2 separate regions of the Mus musculus genome follow, and region 2 is linked to region 1. A link is a contact called in public HiChIP or PLAC-seq data. All regions are on one chromosome and are shown on one strand. The core of a region is the stretch at or near the end of the contact, and the rest is flanking DNA. Distances in the headings are between cores, read along the strand shown. Region 1 holds the start of Heatr5b (HEAT repeat containing 5B). Region 2 has its middle 30 kb from the start of Rmdn2.

What was found. HiChIP or PLAC-seq counts read pairs in DNA pulled down with a chosen protein or histone mark.
Region 2: an H3K4me3 HiChIP or PLAC-seq map of bone marrow-derived macrophages shows a contact between it and region 1, with 7 times the contacts expected there. The contact joins the enhancer-like site here to the promoter of Heatr5b in region 1. A contact is called at or near these places in 1 of 39 promoter capture datasets (embryonic stem cells), 4 of 15 datasets of contacts at CTCF or cohesin (the NIH/3T3 cell line, large pre-B cells, pro-B cells and 1 more), 5 of 484 Hi-C or Micro-C datasets (adipose-derived mesenchymal stem cells, cerebellar granule neurons, cerebral cortex and 1 more), 11 of 115 datasets of contacts at active chromatin or transcription factors (the 230-238 cell line, the NIH/3T3 cell line, Th17 cells and 8 more) and 2 of 9 other capture datasets (adipose tissue and liver).

What each region holds. Positions count from the first base shown.
Region 1 is chr17:78,832,558-78,838,557 of GRCm38.p6, reverse strand. Heatr5b (HEAT repeat containing 5B) reads left to right here and starts at 3,177. Exons shown (of 36, transcript NM_001081179.1): 1 at 3,177-3,252; 2 at 4,315-4,462. The coding sequence starts at 4,337. It overlaps Gpatch11 (G patch domain containing 11), which reads right to left and starts at 3,042. Exons shown (of 10, transcript NM_181649.6): 1 at 2,880-3,042; 2 at 1,638-1,764; 3 at 656-727. The coding sequence starts at 714.
Region 2 is chr17:79,581,968-79,587,967 of GRCm38.p6, reverse strand. It overlaps a transcript of Rmdn2 not described here. Among named protein-coding and RNA genes, the nearest start is that of Rmdn2, 30 kb to the left of the region's middle. Within about 2 kb of position 3,792, at least 48 of the 459 cell types and tissues checked have an H3K27ac peak or open chromatin away from gene starts, as enhancers often do. A contact at or near this core is called in bone marrow-derived macrophages, where this site is marked.

The sequences.
Region 1 (6,000 bases), core at 1,928-4,427:
TAAAACAGGCTGACTCCAATTCAATGGGATGGCCCACCAGCTCCTACCTGCCAAGTGCTGGGATCAAAGGTGTGCGCCGCCATGCCTGGCAGGAAGGTTGGTTTTAATGTCATATTTAAAAAACAAACAAACAAACAAAAAACCCCAATGTCCTGGAATAGCAAGATGGCTCACCAGGTAAACAGGTTTGCCGGGTTAGCCTGAGCACCTGACTTTGGTTCTCAGAATCCATGTGGAGGGAAGAAGTGGCTCCCAAAAGTTGTTTTCCAATCTCCACAGGGGTGCAGTGCCCTTCCCACAATGATGAACTAAAGTTTAAAAATTAAAATATATATTAAAAAATATCCTGTGCTAGGGCAGTAGTCCCGTTGTCAGGGTACTTGTCTAGCATGCATAAAGCCCTGAGTGTGATCCCCAAAACTGCAAAACCCAGACATTGTGGCACATAGCCTTTGCTGTAGTCTCAGCCCTTAGGAGGTAGAGGCAGGAGGATGAGCTGCCCAGTGAGCTGGAGAACTGCCTAAGCTCCATGTACCCCTAGCTTTAAACAAACAGACATGACCACCACCTCTACCCAACCAATGTCCTTATTTCATTCTATTTGTGTCTTTTGGATATCCAGACACCATCAAATTAGATATACCCATTTACTCACTGAACATTAATGAAGGAATCCGACATATAGTCCTCCTCTTCTGTCATGCTCTCCTTCATCTGACAACACTACCTGCAAATCAAGTAGGACCAAGGGTGAGAGCGATCATCCTCGTCATAATTTTAGTTTATCAATACAGAAATCGACCATGGAGAGTGGCAATGCTTCACTATGCTCCCTTGTATGCAAAGATGGAGAATCTTAGCACCCTATGTCTTAGCAACAGAGAGGCTGCCAACCCAACAAAGGCCAACTGGGAATGGTGTGGGTTTTAGAAACCTCAAAGGTTTCTAAACTGACACACCTCCTCCAACAATGCTTTCCAAAAAGTACTATGAGCCAACTGTAAGCCATTCTAATCAAAGTCACCAGACCACCAGAGACAAATACTCTTGTTTTATCCTTTTTTTTTTTTTTTCTCTCTCCCTGAGATCAGGTCACCCGCCACCTCAGGCTGGCATGGAACTCACCATGTAGTCCACGCTAGCCTTGAACCTGTGATTCTCCAGTTATGAGACAAACCCTCATATAATCGTGTAGTATTCTCCAAGATGACCTGCTCCTAGTCAATTTTGTTGAGCAGTTTGTGTAATAGTTTTTAATAGGATATATTAGAGTGACTTTGTTTTTGGCTTTTCTGGAGGCAGGGTTTCTCTATGTAGTCTCAGCTATCCTGGAGCTCACTTTGTAGATCAGGCTGACCTTGAACTCATAGAGATCCACCTGCCTCTGCCTCTTGAGTGCCACCTGCGCCTGGCTTAGGGTGACTTTTTGGTCACACTATACAGTGCACTCTACAGTTGGTAGTATGAATGAATTGAGTGAAGTCAGTGGTCATATATGAGAACACTCAAGAAGCTCTGTAGAGATGGCCACGTGGGAGGATCCGAGGCACAAATGAGTGAGCCAACTAAGTGCGCCTCTTAGAAGATTAGTCAAGCCCGAGATGAATCAGACTGACCTGCAGTCTCCTAGTACTCACCTAGCTTAGGAGCAGCCCAGTAGATAAGAAGTATTAGTTCCACTTTCCAGCAGGGAAAACTGAGGCTCAATGTGGCTAAATAATTGGTTCACAACCACAAAGAATACAAGTCTTGGTGATCTTGTTCCTGAAACGGAACGAGGTTGTAATTGCTGAGATGGGTGTTGAATCCAGGGCCTCATACAAGCAAGGAATGTGCTTTATAACTGAGCTAAATCTCTAATTCAAACTAGATTATTTTTAAGGGAAGCATTTAACTCCACAGACATGGTGGCCCTCTGGTGTGATTTCAGCACCCAGCAGTTCGAGGACAGTATGATCTACCTGTGTAAAAATACACACACACACACTTACAAAAGTACAAGGGATTACATGTTACTTTTAAAGCTCTGCCTTTTATAGTTATTCCATCTTTTACATATAATTTTCACATAAAATCACACTGAAACTTCACAGCTGGGGGCACTGTAGATTCATTAAATGATACGGTTTGAGGAAGTTAATTACCAATAGTGAGGACATTATGTTAGGAAGTGGAATAAGGGGGCTGGAGAGATGGCTCAGAGGTTAAAAGAACTGTCTGCTCTTCTAGAGGTCCTGAGTTCAATTACATGGTGGCTTTATAACTATTTATAATGAAATCTGGTGCCCTCTTTGGGCCTGTAGGCATACATGCAGGCAGAACGCTATATAATAAATAAATCTTAAAAAAAAAAAAAAGGAAGGAAGAAGGAAAGAAAGAAAAAGAGAGAGAGAGAAAAGAATAAGGAATTGGGTCTTAAAATGTGAAGGTTCCCCTCCTATGAGGACAACATACACTAGCATTATCCACTTCCTTCAAATATAAGAATAAACTCCACAAGTCGATAGATAACCCAGGTAGGGATGCTGGTGGCCTGACCCCTCACTTAAGAGTCACAACAGCGAAGTGGTCAGGATTCTGGGTCTGAGGGGGTAAATCACGCAGCATCTGTTGATGGTTGGAGGTGGTGTGTGTCAAAGAGCCAGAGCAAGTTTAGGTGAAGCGCTTTGCCTGTTCCGAAATAATGGAGCAACCACTTTCTCAACAGGACGATTATAGGTGCTGCTAGCGTATTTCAGTATTGAGCACCGAGTTTGAAGCAGAGCTACAGAACACACAGAGCTGGGCTAACTCTCCTGTGGGTGCCTCGGGCATCGCAGGCTCTTTCTTCCCTCCCGCTCTCCTCCCTCCTGCACCCTCCCACCAAAACGACCACTTACGGATGGGGCGTAGCTGACGCTGTGATAGGCAGTCACAGCCAACTTGCACCGACCTCTGTCATTCTCCTGAGCGCCCGCACACCCTGAAGCCGGAGCTTTACTGCCCGGAACCAGCTCCGCGGAGGTCGCGCTGCGCATGCGCCGTGCAATTGGCGCAGGACCCACAAACATCCCACTCGTCCCCGACAGCCGATTCGCTTCGAAACTTGGGGTGGGCGGGGCTAAGAGGACGTGGGGGCGGGCCGGTCCGCAGGACCTGTGTCTCGCGCATGCGTCGTCTCCCGGCTTCCTGAGGGCCGGAGTTTGGGAGGCGGGGCATCCGGGTCCCTCGGCAGAGCGGAGCTTGGCTGCTCGGCTCGGACTAGACCAGGAGGTGAGGCGGTCTCGCGCGCTGTCAGAGCCTGCAGGCTGTGACATCCCTGGGTCCCAGGACATTTTCCGAGGGCTGAGGAGGGAATTCGAGTTTTGAGGCCGGGGATCCTCAGCCTCGGGGTTGACAGCTCGAGGACTCCTACGACGGGAGGCTGACATCCCAGGGCGGCCCGGGGACCCCGGTTTGCGTTTCCAGCAGACTCTCAGTTGTCGGGGTCTTCGGAGCGGCCCGGTGCATCCAGACCCGGAGCACTGCATTCCCGGGGCGAGGGGTTGTCCCGGGCGCCCCTGCCGCAGTGTCCCCGTGGGGCCCGCCTCCGCCGATCAGAACCCTACGGTCACTCTTCTGGGTCCCGGTGGCGAGGGACGGGTGGCGGAGAAAGCTCCCCAGACGCCTGAGCTCGGTGCTTCGGGGTTCTCAGGGTAGAATGAGTTAATAGCCTGTGTTCTAACAGGGAAACAACCGCCCCGGAATAGTGCCTTTTTTGCAGTATTTACATTTTCCTTTCATTCCATTCTTATCGCCAGTTTTTTCTTTCTTTCTTTCTTTCTTTCTTTCTTTCTTTCTTTCTTTCTTTCTTTCTTTCTTTCTTTCTTTCTTTCTTTCTTTCTTTCTTTCTTTCTTTCTTTCTTTCTTTTAAATCATTGTCCTTTCAAAGTTAGTTCTCTAATGAGAAATGAAACCACGCTTTCTTTCCCTAGCTTAGTGGTTGCATTTATGAAACTTGACATTTAATATTTAAGAAATCCTTACATGTAAGGGCTGGAGAAAGGAATCCGTGATTAAGAATACTTGTTGCTTTTGACAAGGACCTGGGTTTGATTTCCAGCGCCCACAAGATGACTCACAACCATCTGTAACTCCAGTTCTAGGGGGAGCCAACACCCTGTATATATATATATGTGTGTGTGTGTGTGTGTGTGTGTGTGTGTGTGTGTGTGTGTATGTATGTATGTATGTATGTGTATACATACATTTGGGCAAAACACTCCTACACATAAATTAAAAATTCCTTAGAATATATTTTACTCTTTTTTTAAAAAACGAATCTGTTCATTTAAGGTGTGAATTAAGAACATCAATAATGGAGCTAGCTCACAGTTTATTGCTAAATGAGGAAGCTTTGGCTCAGATCACGGAGGCAAAGAGACCCGTGTTCATCTTTGAATGGTTGAGATTTCTTGATAAAGTCCTAGTTGCTGCCAACAAGGTAAGCATTGCCCACCTCACCATAGGTTGATATAAAGAAAATTGAAGGCATTGTGTTTTGAAAATGTTATGAGTCTTTCATCTAAGGAATTGGAGGATGTTATACTATGGGAATTTCTACCTTATCCTTCTCTTAGTCAGCAATAAAACCCAAACCTTGTCTACGTCCTGCTTGTTGCATGCTTCATATCTGTCTAGGCAGCGCAGTGTGACTGGATTAAAACATCACTTATAATCATCAGTGCCTGAAAGGTCTCTGTGATAAGAGATTTTTTTTCTTTGCCTTTTACTTCCTACACAGCCTCTTTAATCCAAGCTTGTTTTGTACATGTTTTCTTTATTTTGTTAGTAGTAGATGCTTTCCTCAAGTGAGAAGATGTAAGAGTGAATCCTAAAAGGTTTTCTGGAAACGGTGAATTTTACAAACTGAATGTCACAATGAGCTAGTCCTGACCTTCATCCTAGTATGCTTCTCTAGGCCAATTGTTCCCTAGAAGATGTCTTCTTACTCTGTTGTCTGAGGTGAATGTGGGGAATTGTGTGGGAATCAGGATAGGGAGCCTCAAGACTTTTACATTCATTATGTAAACATTCACTTAATTCCTATTTCAGTACAGTGACCTCAGCCCACAGTTGTGCCTGATCCTTCTTGTTCAAAGATGTCCTGTCTCTCCCCCCCCCCCCCAGAAAGCAAGCCTTTAGCTTTCTTCTAGAATGAAGGAAAGGAGGGTAGAAGATTTTGTTCGTTTCTTGGCTTTGATTTTACTTTGATCGTTTTATTAGTTATTCCTGGCTGGCCTGCCGCTCACTGTGTATCCCAGACTGGCTTCAAACATCCAGCCGTCCTGCATTAGCTGCCTGAGTGCCGAAATGCTGGGCATGACAGGTGTACTCCAGTCTAGCCTCGGGCAGTCAACTAGGAAGTCCTTCTGTTTCTAGGTGCAGATTGATTCTTGACTGAAAGACTGGGAATCCATTTTAGGTTTCCCCCTTGGCTTTCAGGTTTCGTCCAGGTTCTTTTCCTGTTGTTGTGGCCGTTGTACACTCGTGCTATGTGCTGTTGTTGCTGCTGCCTGTTAAAATCATGTTAATTGCTAGAAAGACAGTAATAGAAAGACACGGATACCCTGGTAACCTTTAACTAGATTTTTTTTTGTCTCTTAAATCTTCTGTAATTAGGCATTTGTTATTTCCCTTCCAAAGGAAAGTTCACAGTCATTCCCAGCTATGTGATGAATTCAAGGCTAGTGTGAGATCCATTCATATCCTCTCTCCCTCTCTCTCTCTCTCTCCCCCTTTCCTCTTCTCCCTCTTTCTCCCTCCACCCTCCTTTCCTTTCCACACATATGCAAACATCTCTGAGTTAATGCATTTAAACCAATTTATTGATTTCAAATCTATCCTTTGCCAACCCCCTAAAGTCATTCCCTTCCCTTATATCATGTTGATTAGCAACTGTCAAGAGAGTTACCCACAAGCATATCTAGAATTCATTTACTTCCCATCATCTGCCTCTTCAGTGTCTCTCATCTGGGTTAT
Region 2 (6,000 bases), core at 2,543-5,042, 750 kb before region 1:
TGCAAACTTTATATGCTCCAGTACAGGGGAATGCTAGGACCAAGAGGTGGGAGTGGGTGGGTAGCAGAGCAGGGTTGGTGGGGAGGGTATAGGGAACTTTCAGGATAGCATTTGAAATGTAAATAAAGAAAATGTCTAATAAAAAAAAGAAGGAAAGAAAGAAAAGAAAAGTCCAAAGTTAGGACTCAAAACAAAACAAAACAAAACAAAACAAAAAAACCAAAAAAGCCAAAAAACACATTACTACCTTCCCAGGAGCTCCATCCACACTCCTGGTTTAGCTCCAGATTGAACGCAACCATCCCTCAACCTGGGAACTGGGAGCTGCTGTCTGAACTCCACCAGTCATTTTTTTTTTTTTTTTGGCTTTTCTTTATTCCTCATAGCTAGCTTCTTCAAGCCGCCACCAGCTGATCTGTCTTCTCTCTTTCTCCTACACACCTTAGCTCCTTGGAAGAAAAACACTAGACCACTTCATTGTGGGGGTGGGATGGGGGACTTTTGGGATAGCATTGGAAATGTAAACGAGGAAAATACCTAATAAAAAAATGTTACAAAACAAAACAAAACAAAACAAAACAAAACAAAACAAAACAAAAAACAAAAAAAACCAAACTTTCCAGGTAACACAATTTCTGGGCACAGAAACCTCTAGACCCAGACTTATCAGCTAACCTATACGAGCCGTTCTCAGGTAATGGAGGCTACCAATTCTGGTTGCCCGGGGGCCTTACGTGATTATGGCATTCTTCTCATTCCAAAGCCTGCTCTGAAGACATCCTCTCTTCCTGCATCTGCTCTTCCTCCTCCTGGGACCTGGAAGTCCCATCTTTTTCCTTTCGCCCAGCAATTGACTTTCTCCTTCTTTATCGACCAAATCAAGAACCAATTAGAGAAACAGATTTTAGCATCAGCTCCTCCCCCTACATTTCATGCAATATTTTAACACATTAATAGCAACTGCATCAAGAGACCTCTTGCACTGAGGGGTTTTTAAAGCGATATTATGGCCAGTAATATCAACCTGACTTTTAGTTTCAGTCTAACGCTTATTTTTATATGTTGACTATCTAGATAGGAAGGTGTATGCAAGATATTTTTATTTTATACTCTTTGAAGTAGAAATTCTCATACAGTTTGTGGTTTGTGTTAAAACTTTGTGGCTCGAAGAGCCTTTTAGCAAGGTTAGAGAAGTGGATTAGTGGAAAGAGTGATGGAGAAAAGAGTAAGCTGTTGAGACAGCTCTTCCAGAGATCAGCGCTTGAGGGTTAGGATGCTAAGGCCATTGGACAAAGCATTCTTGATAATGCTGTAGGGAAAGGCACTGGGGCATAGCATGCTTTTTTTTTTTTTTTTGAATAAGGAACTTTAATTTTTAAAATCTCCCAAGTCAGAGCATTGAAAGTTGATTATGTGTTTATGCCTCATATATATGTTGAAGTTCTTTAGTTTTTTAAAAGCTTATTTGTGTGTATGTGTGTGTATGTGTGTGTGTGTGTACACATATGAATGCTATGATGTGTATGTATAGGTGAGAGGATAATTTGTGGGGATAGTTTGGTCCTTCCAACACATGGGTCCTGGGAATTGGATCAGTTTGTCAGGCTTGGTGCTAAGTGACTTTAATTCACAGAACCATCTCACCAGCCCCCATATGTTAAAGTTCTAACCCAGTGTGATGATGTTGGGACGTTGAGTCTTTAACGAATATGATGGTTAATTTTGTCAAGTTGATGGAACTTAGAGTCACCATGGAAACAAGCCTTTGGGCATATCTGTGAAGGACTGTCTAGACTAGGTTACCTGAATTAGGAGTACCCACACTTAAATGGAGGTGCAAGTCCATGGCCCGAGGTCCCAAACTGAATAGAAGGGTGAAAGCAAACAGTACAAGCTTATGTGTCTACTTGCTTACTGACAATGCCCTGGGGACAGCTGCCTCAAGCTCCTGCCACCTTGACCACCCACTGTGATGGACTGTAGCCTCGAACTGTGAGCCAAATAGAGTTTCTTTCTTATTTTTGTTCTTATCAGGTATTTTATACAAGAATGACACAAGAAGTTAATACAGTGGGTGACTAGATCAGGAGATGAGTTCCCAGATGGTTATCATGGCCCATTGTGCACCTTTGCTCACGTGGGGCCATCTGTCAATCTTGACTGTATTCCTTCCTTCTTGCTCTGTACTGTTGCTTCCCTTTGAATGGAGTTTCCTTGCTACCTTTACGAACCTTTTAGCCTTTATTTAACTTCTTTGATTAAGAGGCCAAGAACTTGGAAACACTAGCCACAGACCCTTACCCACCTATAACAAAATGACTTCTATCTCTAGAAGCAGGCAATTATGGGAAGGCAGATGAAGGCAATTTAGTAAAGCTCACTTCTGTGGGTTCCTCTGGTACCTGCCCAGAAGGAGGGACTGAGGCTGTCTTCAGTGGTTAACTGCTGTCAGGACCAGTGGGAGGGAAGTAGAACATCTTTTGGTTGTAAATCAGTGCCCTACCCTTAGCCAGAAGGAGAATAGGCAGGGGTGTCTTCTTACCATCAGCTCTAACGAGCCTTATGCTAAAGAGGCATATATGGGATGACCAATCTGCCCTCTATATCACTACGGATACTGTGCTTTGATTTTTATCAAAGCTAGATTACTATGTTTTTATTTTAGCCTTAGAGACATACCAAAACATCCTTCAACAAAACAAAATACTTCCTGTAGCACAAGATGAGCCTTTAGAATAATATCAGTATCCAGCTATTAATATATACAGCTGTCACTGTGCATCTTTATTAATTTTTAAGCAAATGTCATAGTAAACAATAGAGGATATTAAATAACCATTAGAAATAGCTCAGGGTTTGCAGTTTTGCAGCCTCTCTCTATTGGTGTGATGCTCTGTATATGCTCTGCCCGGGGAGTGACACTATTAGAAGGTATGACCCTGTTGGAGTAGATGTGTCACTGTAGGTGTGGGCTTTAAGACCCTCATCCTAGCTGCCTAGAAGCCAGTATTCTGTTAGCAGCTTTCAGATGAAGATATAGAACTCTCAATTCCTCCTGCACCATGCATGCCATATTCCCACCTTGGTGATAATGGATTGAACCTCTGAAGCTGTAAGCAAGCCCCAATTAAATGTCCTCATAAGAGCTGTCTCCGTTATGGTGTCTGTTCACAGCAGAAAAACCCTAAGACAGTTGTGTTAACAGTTGAGTCTGGATTACTCTTTTCGCCCTTTCACTTTCTGTCCTGCCCTGAGAGTGAGTTGAGAGCCCTTCAGGAGGGTTAAGCATCGTGCTGTGTGCTCATCTGCTTCTAATGACTCGGGGTTTTCTGCCCACCAGTCCTTACTTCTGTTCCTGTCTGTAGGCTTACGTTCTGGCTTCAACTGCTCATGTTTGTGGTCAGCTCTGTGACTTTCAGTTTCAAGGTCTAGACATTCCTTTTCTGTCCCAACCACATGCATATTCTGGTTTCTAGCCCTTTCTACCCGTCTACAGCCCATGTTCCTCTACTCCATCCACAGGGGCTTAGGGGAACCTTTGGGTCTTCTTCTACCTGGATAGGGTATTCAGGACTTTCCCAGACAAACTGGCCCTGTGAATGAAAATTACGGTGATGTAATTAAGCACAATAAGAAAAAACTTCCTGGGCAGAGCTCTTAGAAAATCTCAAATTTCTTTTCACAAAGATATATGGAAGTTATGATTACTATGTTGCTTCTAACAGTACACAGGCTATTTGATCTCTCCTTGAATAAGGAAACAAAGTCAAAGATAAGATAATGTTGCCTTGAGAAAAGACATTTGCTCTCAGTGTTTTTTCTGGAGGTAGCCTTGAGAATGTGACTCAGGGCTGAGCCTACATTAATTTGGGGGGGGGGTAGCCAGTAAGTCTTGGATGGAAAACACTGATTCTTAAATAAAACTCTGATACATACTATTTATCTCTCCAGTCTCCAAATGGTCTGTTAGCCATGTCTTGATAATAAAGCCCCCCTTTTTTTAAAAGTGGGGGGAGGGAGGAGCCGATAGTTTCTCAGTTTGTAAATGTTCTCTCATGCAGGCTAAAAGCAAGTGTTGAATGATGATGGTCCATGCATTTAAGTATACTTCCCTTTGAAATGTAATATTTCAGTTAACGGGAAGCTTAACATAGAGGAAAAAAGCCTTCTGTTCAAAGCTTCAGACTAAGTAGACTTCACAGAGAGTATTTGGACATCAAAGGCGTTGGGAGTTGGGAAGTGATTCAGAGAGTCCCTGAACTGGGAGACAAAGAAGAGAGATCACTTGACTGTCTGCAGTCAGGCATTTGATTTATCTGGGTATGGTCAGGCAGGAAGTCCCTAGCAGAGCTTAGATGGCAGTTCCTGATTGGTTAAGTTTGAGGTCTGTTATACTGCTCGCATGAAACTTTTATTTTGTTTGCTCAGGTAAGGACACAAGGCACAAGAACCGCCCAGGCATAAGACCTGCTCACTGTTTTAACAATAAACAATGTTAGTGGAGGGGGAATATGGCAGGAATCGTTTCTGTCCTCCTGTCTTAATGGAAGGAAAATGGCAGGGAGGCATAAGTCGCTGTTTAGGCCTCTGAAAATGACTCGTTTTGTGTCCTTAAGCAAGTCATTTATGGAGTTTGTGTATTAAACAAGTAAGGCTTACTGATGGATAAGGAGGATGGTATTATCTGAATGACTGGAGGCCTTCTCAAAGGGACAGTGACACCAAATGACTAAGTCCAACCCTCTTGCATGCTGGTGAGCAGGGTATTAACCTATCAAAGCAGGTCATCCAACCCAGCCCTCTTGGTTGGTAGGTAGGAAACTTTCAGAACATAATTTTTACCAAGGTCATATGGCCAGGAGAAGCAGATCTTAGCCTAGAACTCAGGCTGTCTGATTATCACTGTCCAAAAATAGATAAGAGTTTTTATTTTGTCATTGAACATAAAGCACAACGTCCTCAGCAATGCTCCCAGCTCTTTGTCCTGGAGCGCAGAGAGAGGATTTAAGAAACCCTTACCAATTAGTCTAGCAAACGTTCGGGATATGAATTTGACTCAATGTTGTCATCCCGAGGAATGGGCTATTTCAGCAGCTCTATAACTGTTGACTCTAGACAGTCCAACATGAGTCAGGAGTTCCTCACCACAGAGACTGAGGAGTGAGGCAGAGGGATCACTAAGTCAGGAAAGCAGAGTTGAGGGCAGGGGCCGAGGCTGCTGACTCTGACAGAGCACAGAGGAGTTGTTGACAGAGCTCTACAGCACATGCCTGTTGGCTTGTTTCTCTGAACCTGACCATTCTTGTAGGAAAAGGGAACTCTTTCTCCATCTATGTAGGGCTCTTCAGAGCAACAAAAGGTTGAATAACAAGAGAACAGAAGTTGTTCAGAACCAGAAGTTGTTGGCATGTCTACCATACATACATGGGGTTCTCAGAGATGAGTGACTGAAAGGGCTGTCTAGAACTTGAGTTCATGCGACATCCTGACAAAAGAAGAGCAAGTATTTAGGGATGCAACAAGATGAAAGATGGAGTCTTTGAGCTTTTGGGGCAGCTGGATTTGAGGAAGTTAAATAATATGGAAAAGTAATGGTACCCAAGGGTGAGGTGGTAAGGTTTGCTCTCTGGAGTCTCTGAGTAGGGAGTATAGAAGCATAGGTCTTGGGGTGTCTCTATTTTGTTTTCATGGTAGGAGACGGAGTTTGTTTGTTTGTTTTGTTTTTAAATACATTCTTAACTGTCTTTAGCTGGGAAATAATACTGACGGCCAAGTGATGAGCTGTAGGGTAGCATCCTCCACAGTCCTCCAGCCTGCCCAGTTTCTTGGAGGTATTAAATCACCGTGCTTAAAGCAGATGACACTCACTCTGACTCCTGGTTAGAAAAGTAGGGCTGGGAATAGAGTTCCGTGTTCGAGCCCTTGCCTAATGTTTGTGAGACTCCAGGTTCAATTCTCAGCACTGAAGACGTAGTGTTCTCTGGTCCAGACTGAGCAACC